Linked DNA regions of Ovis aries: region 1 is linked to region 2. A link is a contact called in public Hi-C data. All regions are on one chromosome and are shown on one strand. The core of a region is the stretch at or near the end of the contact, and the rest is flanking DNA. Distances in the headings are between cores, read along the strand shown.

The links. A called contact is a pair of places that touch in the nucleus more often than the background predicts.
Region 1: a contact with region 2 is called in a Hi-C map of tail adipose tissue, with 2.1 times the contacts expected there. The contact joins the enhancer-like site here to the promoter of MBOAT1 in region 2. A contact is called at or near these places in 3 of 16 Hi-C or Micro-C datasets (blood, skin fibroblasts and tail adipose tissue).

The regions. Positions count from the first base shown.
Region 1 is chr20:37,051,494-37,058,456 of ARS-UI_Ramb_v3.0, reverse strand. It overlaps MBOAT1 (membrane bound O-acyltransferase domain containing 1), which reads right to left. Exons shown (of 13, transcript XM_060403771.1): 2 at 6,583-6,728; 3 at 5,630-5,707. The coding sequence starts at 5,676. Among named protein-coding and RNA genes, the nearest start is that of MBOAT1, 69 kb to the right of the region's middle. Within about 2 kb of position 3,761, at least 7 of the 54 cell types and tissues checked have an H3K27ac peak or open chromatin away from gene starts, as enhancers often do. A contact at or near this core is called in tail adipose tissue, where this site is marked.
Region 2 is chr20:36,983,792-36,990,333 of ARS-UI_Ramb_v3.0, reverse strand. It overlaps MBOAT1 (membrane bound O-acyltransferase domain containing 1), which reads right to left and starts at 4,782. Exons shown (of 13, transcript XM_060403771.1): 1 at 4,707-4,782.

The DNA.
Region 1 (6,963 bases), core at 2,512-5,011, 69 kb before region 2:
GCTCTTGCTCAGCCTATCTTCCTCCCTCTACTCCTTAGGCGTCAGCAGTCCCAATGCGCTGCTCAGGATCCTCCCTGCTGATGCCTGAGGCTTCAGTTTCCACCTTCTCCTGTTCACTCCATGGCCTCCTACAGAGGATCATCCTACAGTGTAAACCAGCAATGTACACACACACACGCATGCATGCCATTAAGAACATTCATCAGCTTGTACATATACAGGTATGTGATCACCTGATTAACCACTGTCTCCCTTCCAAGCCGGAAAGCCCCATGAGAGTAAGGATGGCCAGGTGTGTTTCATTCACCACTAGCTGCGACTGTTGCCAGCGTTGAATGAACACACAATGAATGAATGTTTCTTGACTTAAAAGCCACAGGGTTCAATCTCTGGTTCGGGAAGATCCCACCTTCCCTGGGGCAACTAAGCCCACAGCTACTGAAGCCCACATGCCCTAGAGCCTGTACTCCACAACAAGAGACGCTGCGGCAATGAGAACTCCATGCACCCCAACTAAAGAGCAACCCTGACTGTCTGCAGTAAGAGAAAGCCTGGGCGCAGCAACAAAGACCCAGCGCAGCCACAGATAAATAAATAAAGCCGTTTAAACAAGTCTTGCTCCTCCGCCCCACGCCTACTCCCTACTGTCTAATCACATCAAGTCTCCTGAATACAGCATTCCAGGTGCCGCACATGCTAAGCTCTAGCTTAACAGTTCCTTTCTGGATCATCTCCAGCCACATTGCATGTCCATCATGTGCTAAACCACACCAGACTGCTCCCTTCCCACAATTAAATCCTGAATTTTCAGGCCAGATTTCTTTCTCTTTCCTCTGCCTGCAAGCCTTTGCTCCCTCCTATGGTCTATCTGGACACAAATTATCTGACATGGCTGAGCTCTAATGTCATTAGCATAGTCTTGCTCCATCCACCCCACCCCAATGCCCAACACAATTCACTGCTCTACTGCCTGTGTTCTCCAGTGCCCTATGCTAACATGTCATCATAACATTAAAATTACATGTATCTGTTTCTCCAATTCATTGTAACCTCGAGCACCCAAACTCTTGGCCATCAAGAGGTTCACTTAACTGTTAGTTGAAATGAACTAAACTGAGAACATTAAACACCTTGGAAGAAAAGCTATGACCAACCTAGACAGCATATTAAAAAGCAGAGACATTACTATGCCAACAAAGGTCCATCTAGTCAAAGCTATGGTTTTTTCCAGTAGTTGTGTATGGATGTGAGAGTTGGACCATAAAGAAAGCTGAGCACTGAAGAATTGATGCTTTCAAACTGTGGTTGTGGTGTTAGAGAAGACTCTTGAGAGTCCCTCAGACTGCAAGGAGATCCAACCAGTCCATCCTAAAGGAAATCAGTCCTGAATATTCATTGGAAGTACTGAGGCTGAAGCAGGAAACTCCAATACTTTGGCCACCTGATGAGAAGAACTGACTCACTGAAAAAGACCCTGATGCTGGGAAAGATTGAAGGCAGGAGGAGAAGGGGACGACAGAGGATGAGATGGTTGGATGGCATCATCAACTCGCTGGACATGAGTCTGAGCAAGCTCCAGGAGTTGGTGATGGACAGGGAAGCCCGGCATGCTATAGTCCATGGGTCACGAAGAGTCAGACACAACTGAGTGACTGAACAGAACTGAACTGAATGGTTTAGGAGCCCATCAAAAACAGACATAAATTCACAAGGATGATTTTCAAGCAAATGTAATAAAACTGGGAAGATGTATATTCTGATACCAAATGATGTTGAAATTCACAAATTCACATTAAAATAACTCATGAAGACTAGATCAACCTCAGGAATATTAAGAAGGGATAATAAACATTCATCTGGTAGCAAGGGAAAGCAGGATGCTGAGCCAGATACAGTAAAGCATTCCACAACTTTAGTTCTCTTCATTATTTGCAAGCAAAGATCTTACCACACAGAAATGATTTTTCCGTCCCTGGGTTCAACCATAACCCTTTCCAGACCAAGAAGATGGTGCACAAAGCAAATGTTTAAGAAAAAACTCCCTTATGAGCTGAAGTACTAGAATGGAGTTAGACCTTTTCCCTCTATTATCTGTTCCCCTTCCCAAGCCAGTTCACAAGGGTCAAGGCAGTAGCACAAAGAAGATTCAAGAGACTTTTCCAGAATCCTTTCTAATCAAAAGGAGCTACAACCAGGCCTTCCTGGGACCCTTCACCCAGAGAAAAAAGCAAGTTTAATTCAATTATTATAAAACGACCCACCTACCAAGGGTGGGGCCAAGTACTGAGTTCCCAAACAACAGAGAAATACATTCATTTCCCCTGAAAAACCTGAATCCAGGAGCAGCAGAAAGAGCGTGTTTTCTGGGCACAGACCAACATGAGTTCAAATCCAAGTACTGGCCAAACTCCTTTGCAGGTGTGAGAAGTCAGGCTAGTAGTTATCTTAGGAAGGAAGGGTGTGGTAGAGATTGGAACATGCGTGACGGTAACACAATCCTCACTGACCTTCGTGGCAGTTGCAGGGGTGTGTTCACTTTGTGAAAACTCACTGAACTGCAGAGCCATTTGTATACTCGGGGCTTTCCAGGTGGCACCAGTGGTAAAGAATCCGCCTGCCAATGCAGGAGACACAAGTGATTCGGATTCAGTCCCTGGGTGGGAAAGATACCCTGGAGTAGGAAATGGCAACCAACTCCAGTATTCTTGCCTGGGAAATTTCATGGACAGAGGAGTCTGGAGGGCTACAAAGGAGCCGGACACGACTGAATGGCTGAACACGTACACCCATTCACCTCTCTGAACTTTCATCATTTTCCATCTCAGGAAATAAAAATCTATATCCTATAGAGTTCTTCTAGAAAGAATATATTTGCTGTAATGATAGGAAATAGTAAATGTAATTGTATACTGATACACTCAATAAGAGTTTATATATCAAAATAATGAAATATATTTAAGAGAGCTTGGCCTCAAAAGTTGGTAACTGCATCACCAAGTTCCGACACGAGGCCTTCCATCCCAGGAGGTACTGTATTCTGTTCCAGTGGGTTCATACAAGGTAAGTGAAAACCCGTGATTTTTGCCCAACAGAGGGGCCTGGGAAGGAAACAGAATCGGTACCCCATGAACTCTCTAGATAAATCCTGAATAACAGGCAGCTCTGCAGTGGGTTAGGTCCGCATGGCAGCAAGTACCAGTCTTGCCCTCCTATTCCCAGCTATGCATAGAACACAACTCATAACTCAGGGAAAGGCGGAGGAAAACAATTCACAAAGAACCCAGCAATCTTGAAGCGAACTTAAGCTCAAACCATCCCCTGGTGGCTCGGTGGTAAAGAATCCACCTGCCAATGCAGGAGATGTGGGTTCAATCCCTGGATCGGGAAAATCCCCTGGAGTAGGAAATGGCAACCCACTCCAGTGTTCTCGCCTAGGGAATCCCATGGACAGAGGGGCCTGGCAGGCTACGGTCCATGAGGTCGCAAAGAATCGGACAAGACTCAGCCACTAAACGACAAACACCAGGACAAACCCCACACTGCGCAGGCGGGAAGCCCGACACGCAAAGAAGCCGCCTGGCTTTTCCAACCTCATGCCGCTGGAAACAGCCAGGTTTCCTGACCCCTGCCTGGAGTTTTTTCCCAGCAGCAAGAGGAAACAACTTCCCTCCACTGGGAAATGTGAACCACTCCTGACTTCGGCAGTCCTGGCAACCACACAAGCACAGACAGAGGAGAAGAATTTGTTCTGGCTTTTTTTCTTTCCAGTCTTAGGACACGGCCCTCTGCTACCACAATGTTATCATGAAGAAGCAAACAGTCGGAGCCTGCCCGTGAAGGGCTCTCCTTCCCAAGGCCGGAGGATTCCACTCCTGGCTGGAGACTAACACAGCGAGCCTGGAAATACCGCTGGACCCTCTGAAAAATGGACCCCACCTCACCAGCATCACACAGATGCAGGGAGAGCTGACAAATTATAGTTTGTAAGGTAGCTGGAAACCTGCTTTAGAGATGTGACATTTATATTCATCATTTAATTGCTTCCAGTGTCAAGTGGAGGAAAAGCCACACATTTTTACCTCCCACTGAAAAAGAAAGCATTTTGTCATAACATGAAGCATTTCCCAAATCCATTCTTAACAAACTGTAGAAATACAGATTTCCTATTTCCCTTCTGAAGGAATGACTCTATCCCTTTAAGGAAGACACTTAGCAGAGAGATGATTCAGTTCAGTTACTCAGTCGTGTCCGACTCTTTGCGACCCCATGAATTGCAGCACGCCAGGCCTCCCTGTCCATCACTAGCTCCAGGAGTTCACTCAAACTCACGTCCCTCGAGTCGGTGATGCCATCCAGCCATCTTATCCTCTGACGTCCCCTTCTCCTCCTGCCCCCAATCCCTCCCAGCATCAGAGTCTTTTCCAATGAGTCAACTCTTGAGAGAGATGATTAGAATTCAAATTTCCCAAGTTCATTTGAATATGAAGTTCAATGACTATCCAAGTTAAAAGCAGGCAAAAATATTTTCCCTTGCAAACCAAAAATGTATTGGAAGTAATTGCAAGATGATACACTAAAAAATTAAATTCCAATGCTTTTAAGAAGTAAAACTATTGTGCTAATAGTCTCATTAATCAAAGAGTTTTCCGAGGTTGAAATAAGACATTTGCTTTTCCAGAGAAGTTATCAAAAAGGAAGCCATCGAAGCGTGAATGTATTTTCAAGTATATTCAGTCATTCATTCCATAAATATTTACTGAGTCTTTACTTGTGCCAGGTATTGTTCTAGGCTCTGAGGCTACAATAGTGGAGAGAAAAGTCTTTGTTTTCACAGAGCTCACATTCCAGTGTTACTGAGAGGCTGAATTAATTCTGAGGTTTCAGAAAGACCACAGGAATCAGAGACAGTGCAAGACAGCCACTCCAGGTATTTTCCTGGATTGTCCAAGCATGCAGCCTTCAAGGTAGAATTAAATTACTTCTGCACTTTGAAGTCAAAATATCATAGGAAGAATATTTCTTCCTTTCTTAACACTTCTTTGGGCATATTTAAAGTATCCAAAGTTTTGACACATCATACTCAGAAAATCAGAGCCAAGTTCAAGATAACAGACATATCCATCACCCCCTCCCTAGGCTGATTCACGCCTCTCATGATCCCTTTCACATCTCCCTGAGCCATCTTGCTACCAGTTATCCCAATCTGATTTCTGTCACTACAGCTTAGTTTGCTTTTTTGAGGACAGAATTCGTGGGATCTCCTTCATCCAGCACATTGATGTTGAGATTCATCCATGGCATTGTGTATAGCAATTAGTCATTCTTTTTCATGGCTGAGTAGTATTCCATAAGGTGACCACTTTCCAGGTTGGTGCCATGACAAATAAGGCTGCCTAATTCTGATAAACTCTCCTTCCCCTGAATCTTAGTTCGCATCACACTTTTTTTTTTCCAAACAGCTTTCTCCGAAGACCCCCAGAATTTAAGGTTTTCCATCCTTCCCTTCAGATATCCCAGAGAACTTAGGATACCACATGTGGCTAAGGGAGAAGGCATCCCTTCACCCTGGAAACAGATTTCAAAGATCATGAAAAAGCTCACCTTGCATTGTTCATCCCCAGGGTCTTACCTGTGAATATTGGATATACTTGCAGTGACCATGATTCCATAGCACATTAACACCAGCACAAATAGATGCACAGAATACCTGCAGGACATCGTGGGGAGAAAGGGAGGACACTGAATGCATTTCATATTAACATACCTCTTGGCTGTCTCCACCTCCACTCCCACCAAAAAGCAAGTGATCAGTCAACTCATGTCTATTTAAGAGAAAATAAATCAAGCATTTTCATTCTATGCAAGTAAGATACCTTGAAATGACACTAGGAAGTCAGGACATAGATCTCCAGCTGCAGAGAAGAGAGTTCTTTCTAACTTTAAAGTATCAAGACCAAAACTGAGCTGACCCAGACGCCAACACTTCGACCTGGGGGTGATTCAAAATACTTATCATCCTTTCTCAAATTTTCATTGGAGGAGGAGGAGCCATAAGCTGCTACTCTGAACAAATTCCCTCAAGTTGAACTTCCAGAAATGTTCATTTCTAGAACTTCTTCCCCAAGAAGTATCCCTCCCAGGAGATCTGCCCAGCTTACCTAGTAGAGAAAAGGCTTTCCCTGCTAAAGAAGGACACATTCCCGAAGACTGGCCCTAAAACTATTCTTCTACTCTAAGTGCAGGATTAATGCCAGTATCTCCAGCAGTGATGCAAGAAAAACACCAATAGCTATAACAGTTAGGAAAAGTTCCTTGCTGGGAAAATTTAACCTTAGAGCATTCCATTTACATGACCCTGGGTGAGATCAGCAGAAGTCTAATTTTAAGAAAAATTCACTGAATTAACTTCTGTTAGAGTCAATTTATTGGTTTCAGTTTCTGGAGATTCCTGCAATATCCCCATTATTTTACAATAAGAGTAAATGTCATATTTTTTCTTCCTTAGTATCTGGGAAATGCCAAGAATATCTCCACAAAACACTCAAATGATAAACATTTAGAATGTAGGAGGTTCATACTCACCAGCCAAAACAAAAGATGACAAAATAGACGCCAAAAATGGTGGCAAATGCATGCCGGACATCAGGACTGGTTTTCCCGGGACTCAGGTAGAGGCGGAACCAGAAAGCTGCACACAAAGCGAAGAGCTGGCAGGCCACAAAATTCACCTGGACGGGGAGAGTGAGAATCAGAACCTTTGCTGTTTGGCCTGTGTGTGGATTTTCTTTCCCTCCTTCTTGCAGATTCTACATCAAGATGTCTCTCAGACATGGATGTTTTGCTCGGTAGAGCACTCGTTTGGAGGAGGTTAAAAGATAACCATACCCTCATCTGGTAGAAGAAGTGACCAACCCAAAAGTTTCTTCTCCAATCCTTTGAGATGAGGCAAAGTTGCTTTCCCAC
Region 2 (6,542 bases), core at 3,533-6,032:
TTTGCGACCCCGCGACTGTAACCCACCAGGCTCCTCTGTCCGTGGAATTTCCCAGGCAAGAATACTGAGTGGGTAGTCATTCCCTTCTCCAGGGGATCTTCCCAACCCAGGGATTGAACCTGAGTCTCCAGCCCTGCAGGCAGATTCTTTACCATCTGAGCCACCAGAGGCGGGGGTAGTTGAGAAGCCCATGAGTTGAGAAGGCCAGGCCTTGAGAGCTAGTCTTCACTCATCTAGCCTTTTAAACTGTAATACAAGCCTACAGGAAGAGACCTAAACCTTGACTGCTTTAACCTCGGCAATCACTTCCTAGATTCTTATCTCCTGGTCTATTTTTCCTTTGTCCCTTTTTTCTGCTGATGCCACATTAGGGGGAAAAACTGAAATCCAGACAAAGAATCCTAATTTAATACTGAATTGATACTTTATGCAAATACAGACAAATTTGGGGGGGGTTCAGTTGGTTAAAAAAAAAAGTCTTGGCACTCAGTTCACCAAATTGCAAAGTCCTTAAAGCCAGGAATTCCTCCTCTTGCAGAGCTCCTCGGATATGATCAAGTGACACACACATTAGGAATGTCAGCATTCTGGCAGCTGAGTCCATTTAGGACTAGTTGAGTCCTAGTCCATTCGAAGGCTGGGACAGTTTAAAGATGGATCTTGTCATAGCCCACAACCTAAACAGGGTGGAGAGGGTATGAACAGATGATTTAAACAGAAAAGCAGATCAGTTATCCTCCGCTCCCTGCCCAAGCTCCACATCTGCTAACAGAAAGGAACTCATTCTAGAAACACAGTTTTCAACAAACTCATCTGTGAGGCAACTGTGAAGGCTCATACATCCTCCATTTCCAATACTCTGGACCTGAACTGCTGGGCTCCAAGTCTCTAATTAAATAAGATGATTTTGCATTTAACCTCTTTCAGAGGAGTCCAGGCTAGTCAAAGCCCCTGGAAACTAAAACCAGAGACTTCTCCTGAGTATAGTCGCAATGCACATGGGCTCCCCCGAAGAGCTAAGAGAACAGATAAATGGAAGAACTGGATGAAAAACAGAGCTCTTCACTCACATAGCAGAATGCTCAGCAGATATTTCAGGTGTTGTAAATAATAAACGACTTGACCCAGGGAGACCTAGAAGCCAAAGACATTCCCATAAGCGCAATCAATTCAGAAATTACAAACACACATGTGAAATCCTGAAACATTAAGGAGAGGATTCACTGTCGTCTGTAAGTGGTATATGAGGCACTACTTGGGCAACTTGAGATATGTTTTATCATTCTTGGCAAATTGCAGGCCAATAAGAAGGCACTCTTTAATGGGCCAGGAGCAAATGCGTATCAAGGGCTGGGCTCTTAGCCTAGGTCTGTCCTCCAGAGCTGGCTCCACATTTCTCGTCCCCCCTGTGGCCCAGGAGAAGTCCCTCAGACCACTTCACCCAGGCGCTCTAGGCCAGCCACCCACCAGGGGCCACGGCAAGAGATGCAAAGGTCAGGGGATGGGGAGCAGAAGGGCCAAGTTCTCTGCTTTGCCCCTGCATCCAGGCAACAGGACTTTCTCCCTATTCCCCTTCAGCACCCAATCTTGGTACCTGAACATCCTTTATTGGCTCCTATAGTGCCACCCACAACTCTTAAGTAATTCAGGGAAGTTTCTTCATTATAAGCCATTGAGTTGAATTGTTTCCTGCCAGGCCCCTGTCTGATACAAGGACCGTACGGCACTTCACATCTATGTAAAATGTCTCAACTCCCAAAGGTAGGTCTTTTGCCATCTCCCACATTACACATGAGGACCCTGAGGCTCCAGGTTGGTAGAATACCAGCTGACGGTCACAAAGGAAGTTTCCTAGCAGACCAGGAATTACCCGCAAGTCAGTCTAACATCTAAAAGGCCCTTGAAAGTGTGAGGGAGAAAAACACATCAAGCTTCCAAACCCTCAAGCCACGGTTTCGCCTCAAACCACATTGTTTATGGTTTGGGATTCTCCCTCGGCCTAAATAAGCCAGCTGGGGTATTGCCCTTTACGGGTGTCTTCCACCAAGAATCACTGTGATTGGACCCCAGCTGAAGGGCAGCAGGCCTCCCTAAGATCTAAGATCACAGGTGTGCCTTTCTTGTCTAGAGCCCACATTTCTCCTTCCGTGTACCCCCAAATCCCTCCCCTCTCCATCTTTCATTCTTTCTTATAAATTAAAACCAGGATTCCTTTGTCAGAAATCCAGGAGACTCAAGATGATGGTGGAGGCAGTTACAGGGCACTTAATAACATCCATCTTAGGTGCCTCTTAGCCATCAATCTCCAGGATCTATTAACAATCTATCTCTTTCCATACAAAAAACAAAAACAAAAACAAACAAACAAAAAAAAACCCTGGATTGTGCTGTACTGCTGCAAATGGAAAGTGCAATTAAAATAAATTGTGATGGAGGGTAGAGGGGTTAAGTATGAAACAAACTCCCCAGAAAGGAAATTCGGCTCTGAGTTAGATTTCATTTCAGGGCTAGAGAATTTGCTATTATTGCTGCCTTTGCAGGTCCCTGGCAATCACTACATCCTCACTACAAGAACAGGCACGGGCAGCTGAAAAAAACCCCTCCTGACCTTTGGGATTTCACAACTGATGAGAGGCAACTGTCGGATCAGGTGGAGTTCTGAATCAAAGCCTCAAAGGGGGCCAGGTAGAGGGCAGCTCAGAAAACAGCATCTGAGTAAAGCAAACATCCAGCTTTCACTTCCTCATTGCTGAAGGAATGGGAGTGGACAGTGCAGCAGGTATGCTCTTGTGTGAAGGAAAGAATTTTTAAAGTTCACTAGGGAACAGGCAGAGGAAGAAAACTGGATGAAAACTCAGCAGGAAACAGGAGTATGCGGGCCCTCCTCCAGAATGCCTTACCCAATTCCATTTAAATAACATACAGCTGTCCCTTCAACCACATAGGTGTTCATCTGCCTATAATTTACAGACAGCCCCTTGTATCCTCCGTTCCTAGACTCTGCAGATTTAAGCAGCTTCAGTACTGGTACAGCGCTGTAGTACTTACTATTGAAAAATATCCACATATAAGTGAATCCATGCAATTCAAACTTGTCTTATTCAAGGGTCAACTATGTATTTACTGGCTTACTACTAAACACAGGGCAGATCTAGCCTGTAGCATCTAGAGAGACCAAAAAAATGGGTTAAGAGCCTTAACGCTTAGAAAGATTTCTTACCTGGAATTACTGTTTGTTGCTATTTTCAGTTTCAGTCCAAACACCTGCAGCAGCCTCTCTCTTCTTCCAATAACCTGTCCTGCTAGGGAGCCTGGACCCTCGAGAACGGACTGACTGAATAAACCACGGCCCTCGGAAAACCACAGCATCCTGTGTCCCTCCTCCCTTGCGGATGGAGATCGCACAGGGCACAAAATAACTGTCAACCCGATTTTCCAAGCCTCGCTGCCGGAAACACCCCGGTCTCTTATCCCCAAACGGTAGGCTACTGCTTAGACATCACTCAGGCTTACTTTCTAAGTAGGCTCAACTAACTTAAAAATAATGAAGACTTGAGTGCACTGACGGAACACGATTTCATTTATCAGAAGGCTTTAGAACTGGCTTACAGGAAAGGAGGCAACCCCAAACTTCAAACAAGACCAAAACAAAGTTTATTCGAATCTGCTGTGCAGGGTATACCCCCCCCCCCCCCATACGTACAGGAGAAAAACATCAACTCAAACAAACAAAACTCCACCTGTCTAGTCTGAAGCAGGGAAATCTGCATGGGGGCGGGGACGGAGGTAGATAACATCCCCCTCCTCGCCTCCCCCGGCTTCCCTCCCGCTCCGGCTCGGGGAGGGTGCCTGCGCTCACGCCCCAGCGCGCGGCCTGGCCGCCCGCCCGCAGTTACCTGGTCCAGCGGGATGCCCAGGAGCTCGCTGAGCGGGTGCAGACAGGTGGACCCCGTGGTGCGGTAGGACAGGCTGGACCGCGGCTCCGCTGCCATCCTGCATCTTCGGGAGGAGCCGCCCCCAGCCCCGGCCCCCGGCTCGGCGTCCTCCCGCCCGAGTGCGCGCGGGCGGCCGTCCCGAGGGCAGCGCGCGGCCGCCGGGCTCCCGCGGGACCGAGCTGCGAGCCAGAGGACGAGACGCGGCGCAAAGTCTCGGGGCGCAAAACTTGGCGTTCGGCGCTGCGGCTACGGGCGCGGTAGGAGGGCCGCGGCCCAGCGCGCTCGGCTTCCCGCTCCCCTCCTCTCGCCGCTCATTGGCCCGGCCGCCCGGCCCGGGAGGCGGAGGGAGGGAGGGTTGAGTGGGGACCAGAGCCCGGCCCCCGAGCGCCACCCGGCCCGCCCTGCCCCGGCCGCGCGGGGGGGAGAGCGCCGCCACGGGCGCCGCCGCCTTGCCCTGCGCCCGGCGTTGCGCAGCCCCGGGCGGGGGTGGGGCGGGAGGAGCCAATGCTCTTCCTTCTCCGGAGCTCCCCGTCCTCTCTCCCCGCCACCCGAAAACGACCTCCTCCCGGGTCACCAAGGCGGGCGCCTAGCACTCGGGAGCGCCCTGGCCACACCCTGTTTTGGTTCCGCCGCAGTCTCAGCACCCCCACCCTCCCGGTTCCCGCTCGGGTGAAGGTTTCCTGCGCTTTCCCTGCGGCCAAGAGTTCATCTGCTCGGGGGCTGGAAACCCAAGGACACCCCGATGCTCCCAGCCAGCGCCCCATCACTCACCCCCTTCTCTCGCTCTCCTTACATTCCTGCGGACACGCATAGCTTCCTACACCCTTGGTTCGTGTCACAGAATCTCAGACACTAGAACTGCTCGCTTCTGACATCGGATGTCCGGCCCCCCCGCGGACTGTAAATTCTTTTCACTCCCGTAAGAAACGATGCTACTGCGGTACTGTGTGCTTTCTGATCACTTTCTTGCCAGCACCGGTTCTAAAAACGGGTTACCTGGCCCCTTCACTTCTTTGTCCCCAGAAGTGTTTCACTGGTCCTTGGGAAACTTTTTCAGTTGATACAGAGATTTTGAGAATCATAAAAGTCTTGCTCTTTCCAGGAACTGCTGTAATGCTTGCTGATGAAGAAGACTTTCAGGAAAGCAGTGTTGAAATCAAATGGGTAGAAAAAAAAAATGAGTTGGTGTCAATCCCCAGGCTTCACCAGGTAACCAAGCTCAATACTTTGCATTGGAAGTTTACCTGGGAACGGACACTGAGCAACCCAGCCAAGGATTAGCTGGTGGAGAAACCAACCAAACAGGGGGCAGTCCCTCTAGAACAGAACTAATTGTCCTCAATGTGACCTTCAGCTTCAAATCCAACTGAAGGCCTGTCAGACACTCCTAACACCTTTCCCTCCAAGGCTCAGCCTCACCCTGGCCTTCTGGAAGAGTTTCATCACCAAAAAGCTGCACGGAATTTTAGATGGTCAGGCCAGAGTTTCTCAACTTTTGTCCTCTACTGAGGAGCAAAAAAAAAAGTCCCGACCACCACTCCTGGTCCCATGAAGATTTTATAGGAGGCCACTATCATCACCACTCTCCTTTACTCACACAGTGCACACACTCACAGACACAGGCATATGCTTGAGGATCAGTGAGGCTGTGTGTATGCGTGTTAAAGTCGCTTCAGTTGTGTCCAACTCTTCACAGCCCTATAGACTGTAGCCCACCAGGCTCCTCTGTCCTTGGGATTCTCCAGGTGAAGAATACTGGAGTGGGTTGCCATGCCCTCCTCCAGGGGATCTTCCCAGCCCAGGGACTGAACCCAAGCCTCCTGCATTGCAGGCGGATTCTTTACTATTAATGCCACCTGTGAAGCCCCAGTGAGGCTAAACAGGCTTATTAAATATCACACAGTTCTAGAAACTGACCAGAATTGAAACAATGTTCCTTTTATCTTCAGCAAGATGACAGCTTACATGAGGTATTTGAGGGCAGAAAGAGTCTGAAACCTCAAAAAAAAAAAAAAATCTCTTAAATGTCAACTGCTAGAAAGCAAACATAGGCCAGTTTAGGCGGTGTTTATGAAGAAAACCCTCAGACCACTCATAGTTCTCCGCAAAGCTATATTCTTCAGACTTCAAAAAATAGTCCTCACATTGGCATAGGTTTAAAAACAGAGATTAGCCCTACCTGGATTTTCTTCTCAACAAAACACAGATTATCATCTAGTCTAAAATTTACCCTTAAAAAGGCAGGAACTATGCTTAGATCTTGAAAACAAAACATCACAGAACTTAAATCTTAATAATCCTGTCCTACTGATAGCTGTAAGGCTTCCCTGGTAGCTCAGACGGTAAAGCGTCTGCCTACAATGTGGAAGACCCAGGTTCAATCCCTGGGTCAGGAAGATCCCCTGAAGAAGAAAATGGCAACCCACTCCAGTACTCTTGCCTGGAAAATCCCATGGACTGAGGAGCCTGGTAGGCTACAGTCCATGGGGTCTCAAAGAGTCAGACACAACTGAGCGACTTCACTCACTCACTCACTCACTGATAACTGTAGTACAATTAATCCTCAAAGAACTTGTAAGAAATGCAGCATCAAGAGAAGGTATCAGT